2 separate regions of the Mus musculus genome follow, and region 1 is linked to region 2. Evidence: chromatin contacts called from public Hi-C data. All regions are on one chromosome and are shown on one strand. Each heading gives the region's core, a stretch centred on a gene start, on an enhancer-like site or on the middle of the called end of the contact. The rest is flanking DNA. Distances are from core to core; before and after follow the strand shown. Region 1 overlaps Cmss1 (cms small ribosomal subunit 1). Region 2 overlaps Tbc1d23 (TBC1 domain family, member 23).

The links. Hi-C and Micro-C count contacts between places; a contact is called where the count stands out from the background.
Region 1: a contact with region 2 is called in a Hi-C map of B cells, with 4 times the contacts expected there. The contact joins two enhancer-like sites. A contact is called at or near these places in 7 of 484 Hi-C or Micro-C datasets (B cells, the C10 cell line, the HL-1 cell line and 4 more), 1 of 115 datasets of contacts at active chromatin or transcription factors (bone marrow-derived dendritic cells) and 2 of 9 other capture datasets (adipose tissue and liver).

The regions. Positions count from the first base shown.
Region 1 is chr16:57,393,566-57,399,783 of GRCm38.p6, reverse strand. The region is part of intron 1 of Cmss1 (cms small ribosomal subunit 1); the gene reads left to right. The region is part of intron 1 of Filip1l (filamin A interacting protein 1-like); the gene reads right to left. Among named protein-coding and RNA genes, the nearest start is that of Filip1l, 43 kb to the right of the region's middle. Within about 2 kb of position 1,258, at least 44 of the 459 cell types and tissues checked have an H3K27ac peak or open chromatin away from gene starts, as enhancers often do. A contact at or near this core is called in B cells, where this site is marked.
Region 2 is chr16:57,185,931-57,192,170 of GRCm38.p6, reverse strand. It overlaps Tbc1d23 (TBC1 domain family, member 23), which reads left to right. Exons shown (of 19, transcript NM_001358433.1): 10 at 605-697; 11 at 2,739-2,909; 12 at 5,491-5,533. Among named protein-coding and RNA genes, the nearest start is that of Gm16892, 22 kb to the right of the region's middle. Within about 2 kb of position 2,515, at least 93 of the 459 cell types and tissues checked have an H3K27ac peak or open chromatin away from gene starts, as enhancers often do. A contact at or near this core is called in B cells, where this site is marked.

The DNA of each region.
Region 1 (6,218 bases), core at 9-2,508, 210 kb before region 2:
GAGAGACGAGGGCATTGTGGTGAGGAGGCGTGGCAGCAAGCGGCAGGTATACCACAGCAACCAGAGAAGGAGGCTGCGGGCTCCCATCTTCAGTGCACAGACACAAAGCATGGAAGGGGCAGAGGAAACAGCGATCGCCTTTCAGTCCAAGGCCTGCGCCCAGGGATATACTTTCCCCACAAGGCCACACCTCCTAAACCTTCCAGAAAAAACACCAACATCTGGGGGCCAGGTAGTCAGATGCCCCAAACTATGGGAACCATTTATCATTCAAGCCATCACATCCTCCATTGACTCTGGATCTTTGTCTGTTGAGCTCACAAACTCAGTTAATGTCAGCAGCTACCCACACAGTTCTGGCTTGCAGTGCATCAGCTGTGAGGGTCTGATGGGATATTTTGGACTCAAAGCTTTTTCTCTCAAAGTCGAAAAACTTATGTATTATGTTAAAGGTTAAGCCAAAATTGCTTTGAACATAGATTATTTTTTTCTCTTCTTCACTTTCTAGGGAAGGAACGTAGTACTCTCTGGCAGTTGACCGTGTTGGGGCTGAGTAATTAATGTTTTCCTGAGGAGGGTTCGTTATGAGAATAGAATAGAATTATCTTCTTCTTAAAGGAATATTTTTGGGCGTCTTACAGACAATTATCTTTTACAGGACATAATTCAGATGACCCAGGTATGGAAAAGGACAGTTAAGTATTCAGCGTGAGAGGGACACGTCATGTGCACGGCTGCAGGGCACTCATGTAGCTATCCTAAAGGAGGTGCTCATGACAAGACGGTGGGAGGCTAGAACAACAGCGAAGATAAACCTGACCGTGACCTTTTGTGCAAGCACTCCAGCACAGAGAAGACTATCAGAATTCCATGAATTAGTAATATAAAAAACATTGTGTTTTTTTAATCCATAGGTTATCAGTCCAAGAAAAGTTCAGCTTGTTCTCACCCTCATCCAGCAGGTGGCGCTATAAAACAGACGGATCTGATAGATCAGGGACCAGCTTGTGATCCAGTCCTAACTTTACCAAGTATCTACATGACTGTCACCAGGTATCAGTTGACAAACTTGGAAATCTCCACAACAGTCCAGTACCTCCACACTTTGTTTCCGTTTAGTTTCTTATCTTCTGTAAGGCTGCTGCTTCGGTTAAGACTGGCAGCGTTAGGCACTCGCATAGCCATTAACAGAGTGCTCTCAGCACCAGCAGACTCAGTGGTGTCCTTTACAAGAGTGCAGCTGCATTTCTGCACCTGGCTTTAGAATGGAGCCTTTCTTCCATCTGGGGAGAAAGCCACCGTTCTCACGATCCAGGTGTAGGTCTGGTTAGCCTCCCTGCTTGAGAACGGACCTATTAACTGCTTGAATGAATTATCTTATTTGTGCAACGCTCTTACCTCAGCCATTTGCTGCCTATTCTACTCTGGGCAAGCAGGGGATTAGAAGGCAGGAAGGGAATTGCCCATTGTGTCCCAAATGTTTCTTTTTAGAAAGACAGTCTACTGTTCTCTAAGAGTGTGTGTGTGTGTGTGTGTGTGTGTGTGTGTGTGTGTGTGTATGTGTGTGTGTGTGTCTGTGTGTGTGTGTGTTGACATGCACACAGTTGTGTGTGTGTGTGTGTGTGTGTGTGTGTGTCTGTGTCTGTGTGTGTGTGTGGTGACATGCGCACAGTTGAGACAGTGGCCCAGCCAACAGGCTGGTGGCTGCTTGCACTGCCTCCTGGGGTACCAGACAAGCTTGTACTCCTAAGAACTTTCACTGCTGCTTCACGGCCCTTAATAGTTTCCTGGCACAGCCTCTCAGGGAATGTCGTCATGGTCTGGGGGAACCAATAAAAATACGTCGAACCTGTTTTGACAGATCTCATTTCTGCCAGAAATTTCACAATTTGGGGTGGGGGCGCAGAGTAGAGAGCTAGTCCATTTGTGAGGGTATAATCAGAAATTCGCTCTAAGAGAGCAGAAACAACCACGCTGGACTAGAGGGAAGACACAAGGCTATCCAGCTCTTTCTGACAAACTCATAGGGCAGTTTGTACCTGCTCGACCCTGCGAGTGTGAGTGAGCATGCTCTCCTGCTCTTGCTCCTCACTCTCTCCCTCCCCCTTCTCAATTAGCATCCTTCTTAACTCTCTATCCTCAAATAGAAAACCCACGCATTAAAATTAGCTTCAGTTGGTTACGGATACACACTTGACCATAATAAGGTCAGAATAAGAGACTGAGGTAATTATTACCAAACGGCTTGTCCTAAATACTCTGGGCTCACCGTTGTTATAGCCAAGCATGATCCTGAATCTCATTAATGTGAGAATCATTGACCTTTGCCTGCGGAGTAATAACTGGGATTTGATTTGGGGAGGAAGGGGCTCGGGTTTTTTCCTCTTGCAAATTTTGGGGAATCTTCATCACCATAAGACTAAAAAAGTGTGAAGAATATAGAATAAAGCTACGAGAAACATCAGTAGTAGTCTGAAACATCAGACTCTTCTCCTTGGGTGTGCTCTTTGTCATGCCAGTGCTGGGTTGGCATACTCTGCTCCTCCTTAGGACGAGAGTTCAAGTCCCATGGCCTCTCTCTTCTCCACAGCCTCTGCCTCATTCACCACAGAGTAAGCTCACATGTTAGCTTAAGGCAGTGACTTCCGCCTCAGCACCATCAATCACTGCGCGTGAGTGGAAGCTTCATCTCGGGGTTTTGTCTGTGTGTGATGTTTCCTTTTTAGACTCCTGTATGATCCCATCTTTTGCTCCTGTTTCTTTTGCTTTTAGTTGGAGTTCTTTCTGTAAGAGAAAAGGCTTGCTTGAGGGCTTCTTACTGTGAATGGTGATGTTTTGTTGTTTTTATTTTGCTTTTCTGAGACAAGATCTCTCACAGCCCAGACTGGCCTCCAGTTCACGATGTGGCCAAGGATGCCCTTGAACTGTTTCTGATCTACTGAGCTCACAGGCCTCAGCCACCTCTTCTTTTATGGTTTTATAAAAGAGCGTGCTTTTTTACTTACATGGACCTGTATCTCCAAACTTCCAGTTTTGGGCTTTTCTCCTGTTTCAAACATGTTACTATCAACTTGTACCGGAGAAATAGAAGAAAAACGCACTGTTTCATCCTGACTTTCTCTTTCTCCATCTGTAAAGGATTTGCTTTTCTCCAGCTAGCTGGGCGTGACAATGTAGGTGCAGAAGAGAGTGAGGGACAGGGACCTTGACCTCCTGTTTCCTGTAGGAGAGTTGCCTGGGCAACCATCAGTTCCTTGGAGCCTCTGCCTCCTGCCGAAGATGGGTCCCTCCCTAAGAGAAAGAGGAAGTGGGGGTACTAGGTCCTCGCTGCAAGCCTACCGGGGTTCCTGACCATTCACTAAAACATACCAGAAAGAAAGAATAGAGGAAGTTCGGGAAAGCTAAAGCATGAGGTTTCCATACTAATGTCTAGTCGGAGACCAGGCCAGCTTTAATGTTCTAGAGTCCAGGATGGAAACCAGACTCCTGACAGATCTTTTTAGTCCATGTTTAAACCTTCATTTTACTGAATTCCAAAAGTACCGTCCCTAACCCAAGCTATTTCTCTCAAGTGGTTCTTGTCCAGTGCCCCCCACTTATTTCCACTGTCATGTTGTTCTTCTCACTTGGTGTCTTCCCCTCACCTGCCTCTGGTTCTTAGCTTCCTCCTTGGTCGAAACCTCTCGGACAGCTTACACCCTGGAGAAGTGATGAGACTTCCAAAGGATTCAGAGGCAAGGGGCACCCGACTGCATTATTTCCCACGTGTGAACCATGACCCTTTAGTTGGTGTCCTCAGCAAAGCTTTGCCAGATGTGATGATTAAATTGTTGTGATCTAACATCCTGAACCATACACTAACAATGAACGTAAACGCCTCTTCCCTGCAGAGCTTCACAGGGTCATCTGTCCCTATCAGGCGAGTGAGCTCGGTGTTACCTTTCCATCCTTCGATGCTAATCCAGATGTGCAGGCTGGATGTGTGACCCTCATAATGTATGGATCATACTTTAGAATTAGGCACCAAATTCTCAGCTAAAGTACAACTTCGAGCCTACCTCTGTCACCCCACTTCTCCAGGCCTTTGGATTAAGTGCATTAGGGACTCGGTCTGACACAGACAGACGTTTCTCAGTGACCACCTGGCCTGGTTGTCTCTGTGAATTCCTCGATACAGGGGTGTGCTTGACTTCGGCCCTGGGAGCTTAGGAGGGAGTTAGTTGCCTTTGGTCCTAACTCACTGGCTTCTGGTCTCCTCATGTGACAGATTGCATTGACTTAACACATCAGCAGGGCTTGCCTTACAGTGTTTTTAAAGCTGTTTCACCGTTCTCTGGCATCCAGTTCCAGATCTCAGCTACCAATACTGCCACATTCTACCTCCAGATAATACAGTCTTCTTTGCAATAAGCGAGAACTGTTTCTTGCTTTCTGAAATGGGATAGCATAGCTGAGCTAAAACACAGGAAAAGCAGGATGGGAAGAACTTTTGTCACTGGCCTCCTGTAATAATGCGCCCTTATTTTCAATCCTTATCAAAGGCCGAGAGACCTATGGCCGTTTGATTGGAGAAATCATCTTGCCGAGTCACCGTTTTCATCTCCGTTGCCACTACTTAAGAAAACCTAGCTAAGGGAGGAAATGTCTATTTTGACTCCTGGTTTCAGAGGTCTCTGGCCACGGGCAGCTGGCTCCGTTGCTTTCAGACCTGTGTGAGGCAGCACATCACGGTAGAAGGCATGTGGCAGATCAGAGCTGCCTTGGCAGCTAGGGATCACAGAAATAGCATATTCCGGTAACCAACATTCACCAAGCGGGCCACCTGGCAGTAGTTCATTCATGAATTGATCAATGGTTCACTGATGGATGGAATTATACCCTTAATAACCCAGTCACCTCTCCAAAATCTGCTCAGTTGGCAACCATTTCCTTAACACATCAGCTTTCAGGATACATTCTTGGTTTCAAACCATAACAACCCTAGCCTGCTTCTTGTAACTTACAATTGAAAACTGAGCCAGAATGTGTGAGCACTCGCACATGCCTGAATAGCACTTCCAAAAGGGTCTTAGGTTCGTTTAATTTCTATGTCTTCAGCCACATCAGAGCCAAAGTATAATTAATATATATATATGTTTGAAACTTGGAAATTTTCATGTTCCATGTATCTGCCTACTACTTACTAAGAACCCTTCCATACAATAGAGGCCTCCCCTTTTCGGAAGAGAAAGTGGATTATGGGAGGAGGTAAGGTGGAGGAGGAAGTACTGGGAAGAGGGGGGAATAATGTTAATTAATAATTAATTAATTAATTAATTAATCAAGAAGAACCCTTCCATAGAATAAAAGAGAACTGTTGGGCCTGGAGTTGCAGGCCTGTAATCCAAACTATTCAGGAGACCAAGCAGGAAGACATCAAGGCCTTTTGGCCAACTAACTGTGAGAGACACTTTGAGAGTCTCAAAATCAAAACTAGGCTCAGCAGGTAAAGGCGCTCACCACCAAGCCTGCTGATCTGAGTTTGCTACCTGAGCCCACATAACTAAATGGAGAGAACAGGTCATCTCTGATCTCCACACACCTTCTGTGGAATGCACACACTCACACACACACACACACACACAAATATATAACTTACAAAATTTTAAATAGAAAATAAAAGAAGCTTGGGATGTAGGTCAAGAGTAGAACAGCCTACGATCTGTGACTACTTTGGTACAGCGACCACAGAAGCTGAACCACTCACCATCCATTATGTGACCGTTAACATTTGCTGGATTGGGACCAAATGAAGCCAATGTGTACATTTAAGTACAATTGTGGTAAATTAGAAGATTTGGACAGAAAGGGGAGAGAGGCACTGGTAGGCTTAGTTTAAGACCAAGAAATCTGGAAGTCTTTTTCCTTCAGATTTTCAACTGAACGCTGAATAAGGAACTCTGGCCAGTGGGAATTCTATGAGTACCTTCATTCTGTGTGTTCAGTCAGCCTTTCTCAAAAGCCAGAGAGTTTCAGTGCTACTAAGTACCCAGCTCGTGTTGTTGCTACTGTGGCAGCCAGGGCTCGCATCCCAGCACAGAGCAGGATCTATGGCGGTCTGCAGGACTTCCCATAGAAGTTCCCTGTGTGGATCTTGGCAAGAGAGGACTTTATTAAGAACCTTCCTACTCTTTTAAGCTTGTGTCCTTTTCCTATTAAAACCCTAGAGTCCAGCATTC
Region 2 (6,240 bases), core at 1,266-3,765:
CACATGGTTTAATGCCATAAAGAAACTCATAGAAAATTACGGAAATATGTTGTAGCTAGGCAGTGGCGGTGCATGCCTTTGGTCCCAGCACTTGAAAGGCAGATCTCTGTGAGTTCGAGGCCAGCCTGGTCTACAGATCAAGTTCCAGGACAGCCAAAGCTACCCAGAGAAACCCTGTCTTAAACAAACAAAGAAAACAAAAGAGAAGAGGGCACATATGAGCCTGGCTCCTCCATACACAAGAGAAACAGTTCTTTGGATGGCCTGTAAGTCTGTGGACCTGAAAATTACAGTTTGTCGAGCATTGAGTTTAAGGAAATAAAGTGTCTATTTCTAACATAGAGCTTTTGTTCAGATTGCCAGACTCTTGCTACATAGTGAGACTTTCAAGCTTAATACATAAGAAAAAATGTATTTACATCTTAACGGTTACCTTTTTGTGTGTATATAAATTGGGTCCGCCTAATTCCCTGTGAGATCCATTTAAAAACAGCCTGTCCCCCCCTCCCCCCCCACCCCCTTTTTGGTTTCTTTTTTACTATCTGGTTGTATGGTGTGAACTTCATGTCTAATCCCACAATGCCACATGTTGTTGCCTTTTTAGGAAGGAGTCCGGTTCTTCGTGGTGGACTGCCGTCCTGCGGAGCAGTACAATGCTGGGCATTTGGCAACCGCGTTCCACCTAGACTCAGACTTGGTTAGTCGATGTGCACGTCGGATGTTTTGGGAGAGACGGGGTGGATCTCCCTCTGGCTTCTAGCTAGATCTACGTGACCCAATGGGGTGCTGTCTTCTGGCAGCTGCCCTGTGGGAGGGGCTTGAGGTCCCTTTTCTTCTAGGGGCAGTTGTCATAAAGTGACGTCTGTTAACTGTGGCTCACGCTCCTCCCATTATTATGTCAGTAAATTCTACACTCGCTGTGAGCTATCTCCCAGGTAGATCACTTAGCATTGTGCCTTGCACCTTGTAAGTACTGTAGAAATAGGAGCTCTTAGCATAATTGGATAAGAATCCTATAAGTTTTTGCTATAAGACATTTTTAAAGTTTATGAGTATTTTTATAACTAATATGCAGGCAATGTTGTATCTGACATATAATTGCTCAGTTGTTAAAGTCACCGTAGCCTAGGGTAACTCCCATTGTAGAATGAGTAAAGTAAATATGATCATAAGAGGCGCTTAGAGCTGTTGAGGCACGGAGACTGGCGCCATGTAAGCCTCTCTAAGGTTAAAGCCTCAGAGGTGGGGGACAGCTGAATAGGGAGGTGCCCTCCACCCCCACCCCTCCCCCACCCCCTCCCCTCCAGCTGAATACACAGCCTTCCCTCCTCATTCATCTTGTCTAGAGATAGTGGTCCTGGAGCCGGAAGGCTAGGTGGTATGGAGAGGAAACTAACAGAAAATGAAGGTCCTACTTAGAATTTGGACATCGGGTGAGAAAGGACCTGCTAGCCTGTCTGTGTCCTCTGAGTGAGAGCTGTGCCTGCCCCTGCTTTTTCTCATGATTCATGGGTACCTTCCTTTTCATCAGTTAACGTTGCAGAGAATATGCTGAATCAGCTGTCATCAGCTTGCTCAGTCTTCACCTTGAATACATACTCTTTCTTTGCCACGTTACCTTTGCTTCGTGGTTTCTTGGGACCTTTCCCTTTAAGTACGTTCCCTTTAATGTTTCACAGAGGGCCATGGTGCAGCAACGATCATAGTTTGTTGTTCGGTGAATGTATACTTAGTTTACTCTCAGTTTTGTTAGGAAGCTGGTGATGAAAACTTTACACGTATTTTGTGTCGTTTTCCAAATAGCTCTGTAAAGAGACTCTTTAAAGTAGAATAATTGGGTTGGGGGATGTGGCTTTAAAAAGCCTGACGATCCTATACCTCAGTACTGGCTCCGTAATGCTCTGTGTCATCAGCATTCCTGGGCGTTATCAGTCATGGGTTTTTGTTTGTTTTCTAGAATAGACTGAAAATAGAGGTAAGCAAGCAAGGAGAAAACTCCTTTCCTCTCTTCTTGAAGTTGCTTTTTCCTTGGGTGGAGAGCTGTCTGAGAGGTTAGGCGCACACGCTGGTCTTGTAGAGAACCTGAGTTTGTTTCTCAGCACCCACGTGATGCTCATAGCAGCCTTTAACTCCAGTTCCAGAGGCTCTGATCCCTCATGTAGCCACTCAGACATAACAATCTTCAAAACTATTAAATTGCTCTTCTCTCTGATCTGCCCGTTTTTCTCCTGGATTTTTTTGCTGTATGGGATTTTAGTAATGAGAGCTTAGAGTTTTTGTAGTTTTTGGTATACTTACTTCATTGAAGGTGAGGAATGGGTTTTGATTTTTGTTTTATCAATACCTAAAGAAAATGGTAAGTAAATGGTCTCTACTGTTTCTGATGTCTTCTAAGACATACGTGGACTGCCTTGTAAGAGGAAACGGAAAAGCAGAACTGTTTGAATCTGTCCTTGTTATTTCCTCTGTTCAGAACTAAACTGTGTCATCATGACTCAGGACTACTGTAGCTGGGCAGTGGTCCATGTGAAACAGTTCTTCCTTCTGATTGAGGAGTGTTTGTCTCAGCCTTTGTTCCAATATATACATAAACATATCCCTGGAATTTTACTTATTTATGCCTTTTCATTTTCCATCCCTTTAATGCTTGGTTTTTAATGTTGGTAATTTGCATGGATGTAGTTTCCGGTTTTACAAATACATGCTTGCCAAGTTTCTAATTTTTTAAAATAATCTAGATGCTCCAGAATCCATCTGAGTTTGCACAGTCAGTAAAGTCCTTGCTAGAAGCACAGAAACAGTCCATTGAGTCTGGCTCCATAGCAGGCGGGGAGCACCTCTGTTTTATGGGCAGTGGCAGAGAGGAAGAAGACATGTACATGAACATGGTCCTCGCACACTTCTTACAGGTATGTTCACGTTGATTAGTCCGTCTTGTTTGCTCGTGGCTGACACCGTGGAGAAATCCACAGCTAGTGTTCTTTTACTTTTATATCCATGTATCCATATATTTTGTAAGCTTCTCAATTTTATATCTTAACATCTTTTTCTCAATATTTTTCTTACATGCTCATATGATACTATTTTAATTATGTTTTAAACCATATGGAATCTATTTTCATGTAGGAAGTGAGGTAGGAAAATTACTGTGCCATTTATCACTGTGTTGATGAGTTTTCTTTTTTTTATTATATTCTTTCTTTATTTACATTTCAAATATTATTCCCTTTTCTGGTTTCCCCTCTGAAAACCCCCTATTCCACCGCCCCCCCCACACTAACCCCCCCACACCTACTTCCTGGTCCTGGCATTCCCCTACACTGGGGCATAGAGCCTTCACAAGACCAAGGGCCTCTCCTCCCATCGATAACCAACTAGGCCATCCTCTGCTACATATGCAGCTAGAGCCACGAGTCCTACCATGTGTTTTCTTTGGTTGGTGGTTTAGTCCTAGGGAGCTCTGTGGGTACTGGTTAGTTCATATTGATGATCCTCCTATGGGGCTGCAAACCCCTTCAACGCCTTGGGTCCTTTCTCTAGCTCCTTCACTGGGGACCCTGTGCTCAGTCCAGTGGTTGGCTGCAAGCATCCACTTCTGTATTTGTCAGGTACTGGTGGAGCCTCTCAGGAGACAGCTATATCAGGCTCCTGTCAGCAGGCTCTTGTTGGCATCTACAATAGTGTCTGGGTTTGGTGATTGTATATGAATGGATCCCCAGGTGGGGCAGTCTCTGGATGGTCATTCTTTCAGTCTCTGCTCCACACTTTGTTTCTATAACTCCTGCCATGGGTAATTTGTTCCTCCTTCTCAGAAGGATCAAAGTATCCACACTTTGGTCTTCCTTCTTCTTGAGTTTCATGTGGTTTGTGAATTGTATCTTGGGTATTCTGAGCTTCTGGGCTAATATCCACTTATCAGTGAGTGCATTCCATGTGTGTTCTTTTGAGATTGGGTTACCTCACTCAAGATGATATTTTCTAGTTCTCACCTAAGAATTTTATAAATTCATTGTTTTTAATTGCTGAGTAGTACTCCATTGTATAAAAATGTGTCACATTTTCTGTATCCATTCCTCTGTTGAGGGACATCTGGATTCTTTCCAGCTCCTGGTTGTTATAAATAAGGCTGCGATGAACATAGTGGAGCATGTGTCCTTATTACATGTTGGAGCATCTTCTGGCTATATGCCCAGGAATAGTATTAGTGGGTCCTCATGTAGTACTATGTCCAATTTTCTGAGGAACTGCCAAACTGATTTCCAGAGTGGTTGTACCAGCATATAATCACACCACAATGGAGAAGTGTTCCTCTTTCTCCACATCCTAGCCAGCATCTGGATTTCTCTGTGCTCAGGATGTATTCTCAGATTACTCTGTTGTATTACTCGTTTTTGCTTCATGTTCTAGAACTTTTAATAACTATATGATTTATTTTCATTTTTTTACTTGTTTTGATTATATGTATATGTATACACACATACTATATATATATATATATATATATATATCCATTACCCATAACATATACATATACACAATATATGCATATACATATCTGTTACCCATGACCTGAGCTGGCTCTCTTTAGCACTTGGATTGGTGATTTTATGCAGCCTGACACTGTGCCACTGACGACTCTTTATAGAAACACCCAGTTAGTAGTCTGTGCAGCTTCCCATGTTTGGAACTTTGCTCCTCATGTTCATCTGATGTCATTTCTTTCTCCATTAGTCCCTGGCTTGCCATTATTTAGATCCAGTATGTATTTTTGTTTTTTAATTAAAATATGACATTTTAATTAGCATATAGTATGTGTGCAGAAGTGGGCACATACTTCCAGGACACACCCCACAGTGGAACAGAGGACAGCTTGGTTCTCTCCTTCCACCACGTGGGTCCTGGGAACCAAAACCAGGTCATCAGGCGTGGTGGCAAATGCCTTTACTTGCTGAGCCATGGTTCTGGCCCTAGTTTTTTGTTGTTTTTGTTTGTTTGTTTGTTCTTTTATGTAGACCAGGCTAGACTCAGATTTGAGATCTGAAGACTCAGCCTTGAAAGTAACACATCTGACTTTAAGTTTTTAAGAGTTTGCAAAATGGTAATTTTGTTTTAAATAACCAACTATGATATTTTTATATTCTTTTTAGGAAAGGATAAAAAAATTTGAAACTTTAAAAATCTACTTTGATTAAAGTCTAAAATGTAATTTCATTGAATTTGGTTTGACTCTCTTGCTATGGAGACTGTAACACAAATAAAAACAGTCTTAATAGCTATAAAGCTGCCTCCATCTTTGGCTCAAGCCCATACAACATGAAAGATCAATACATGTGCAACTAACTCCATGTGCTAAAGTCCATACTGCCAAGAACACGCGATACGCTAAAAATTAATATATAACTGTGTATGTGTTGGCCAATGCTTTAGGACCATCTGGGGCTTTAACTAAACGACATTTTGCAATAACTTAAATTTTGTCTTTTATTACAGAAAAACAAAGAATATGTTAGCATTGCCAGTGGAGGATTTATGGGTAAGCCTATAGTGCATTCATTTAATTGTGTCATACTTTTCAGATAAAAAATAAACTGATTAGCGGGGCGTGGTGGTGCACGCCTTTAATCCCAGAACTCAGGAGGCAGAGGTAGATGAATTTCTGAGTTTGAGGCCAGCCTGGTCTACAGAGTGAGTTCCAGGACAGCCAGGGCTATACAGAGAAACCCTGTCTCAAAAAAACAAAAAAAAAAAAAAACAAAAAAACAAAAAAACAAAAAGAAAAGAAAAGAAAAGAAAAAATAAGCTGATTACCAGTGAGCTGATTTAGTGTTGTGAAACTGGTACCTTTTGTCTCCAGTCATTTACCACTGTCAGAAAAGAGAAGGCAAGTAGAACATATAGATACAAAGAACAAGGACAACTGAGATGAGGGAATACAGACTATTCACATAAACTGTGCTTATTTCATTTAGCTTCTATTTCAAAACTTTTTTGTTTTTTATTTTGTAAGGTGCTTGGGATTGAAACCAGGGGCTCATACACACAAAGGAAGCATTTTACCACTGAGCTCAGTTCTCTAACTCCTAATCCCCCTGCCTCAGCCTTTTAGGAGAATCAGGAATTTGAGGGCCAATTGACTGTACTCTATGGTGAGTTCTAGGCCAGCCTAAGCTATATAGCAACACTCTATCTCAAAAACCAAAACCAAACAGGAGCACCCTCTAAATAAAACCTCAAACAGAC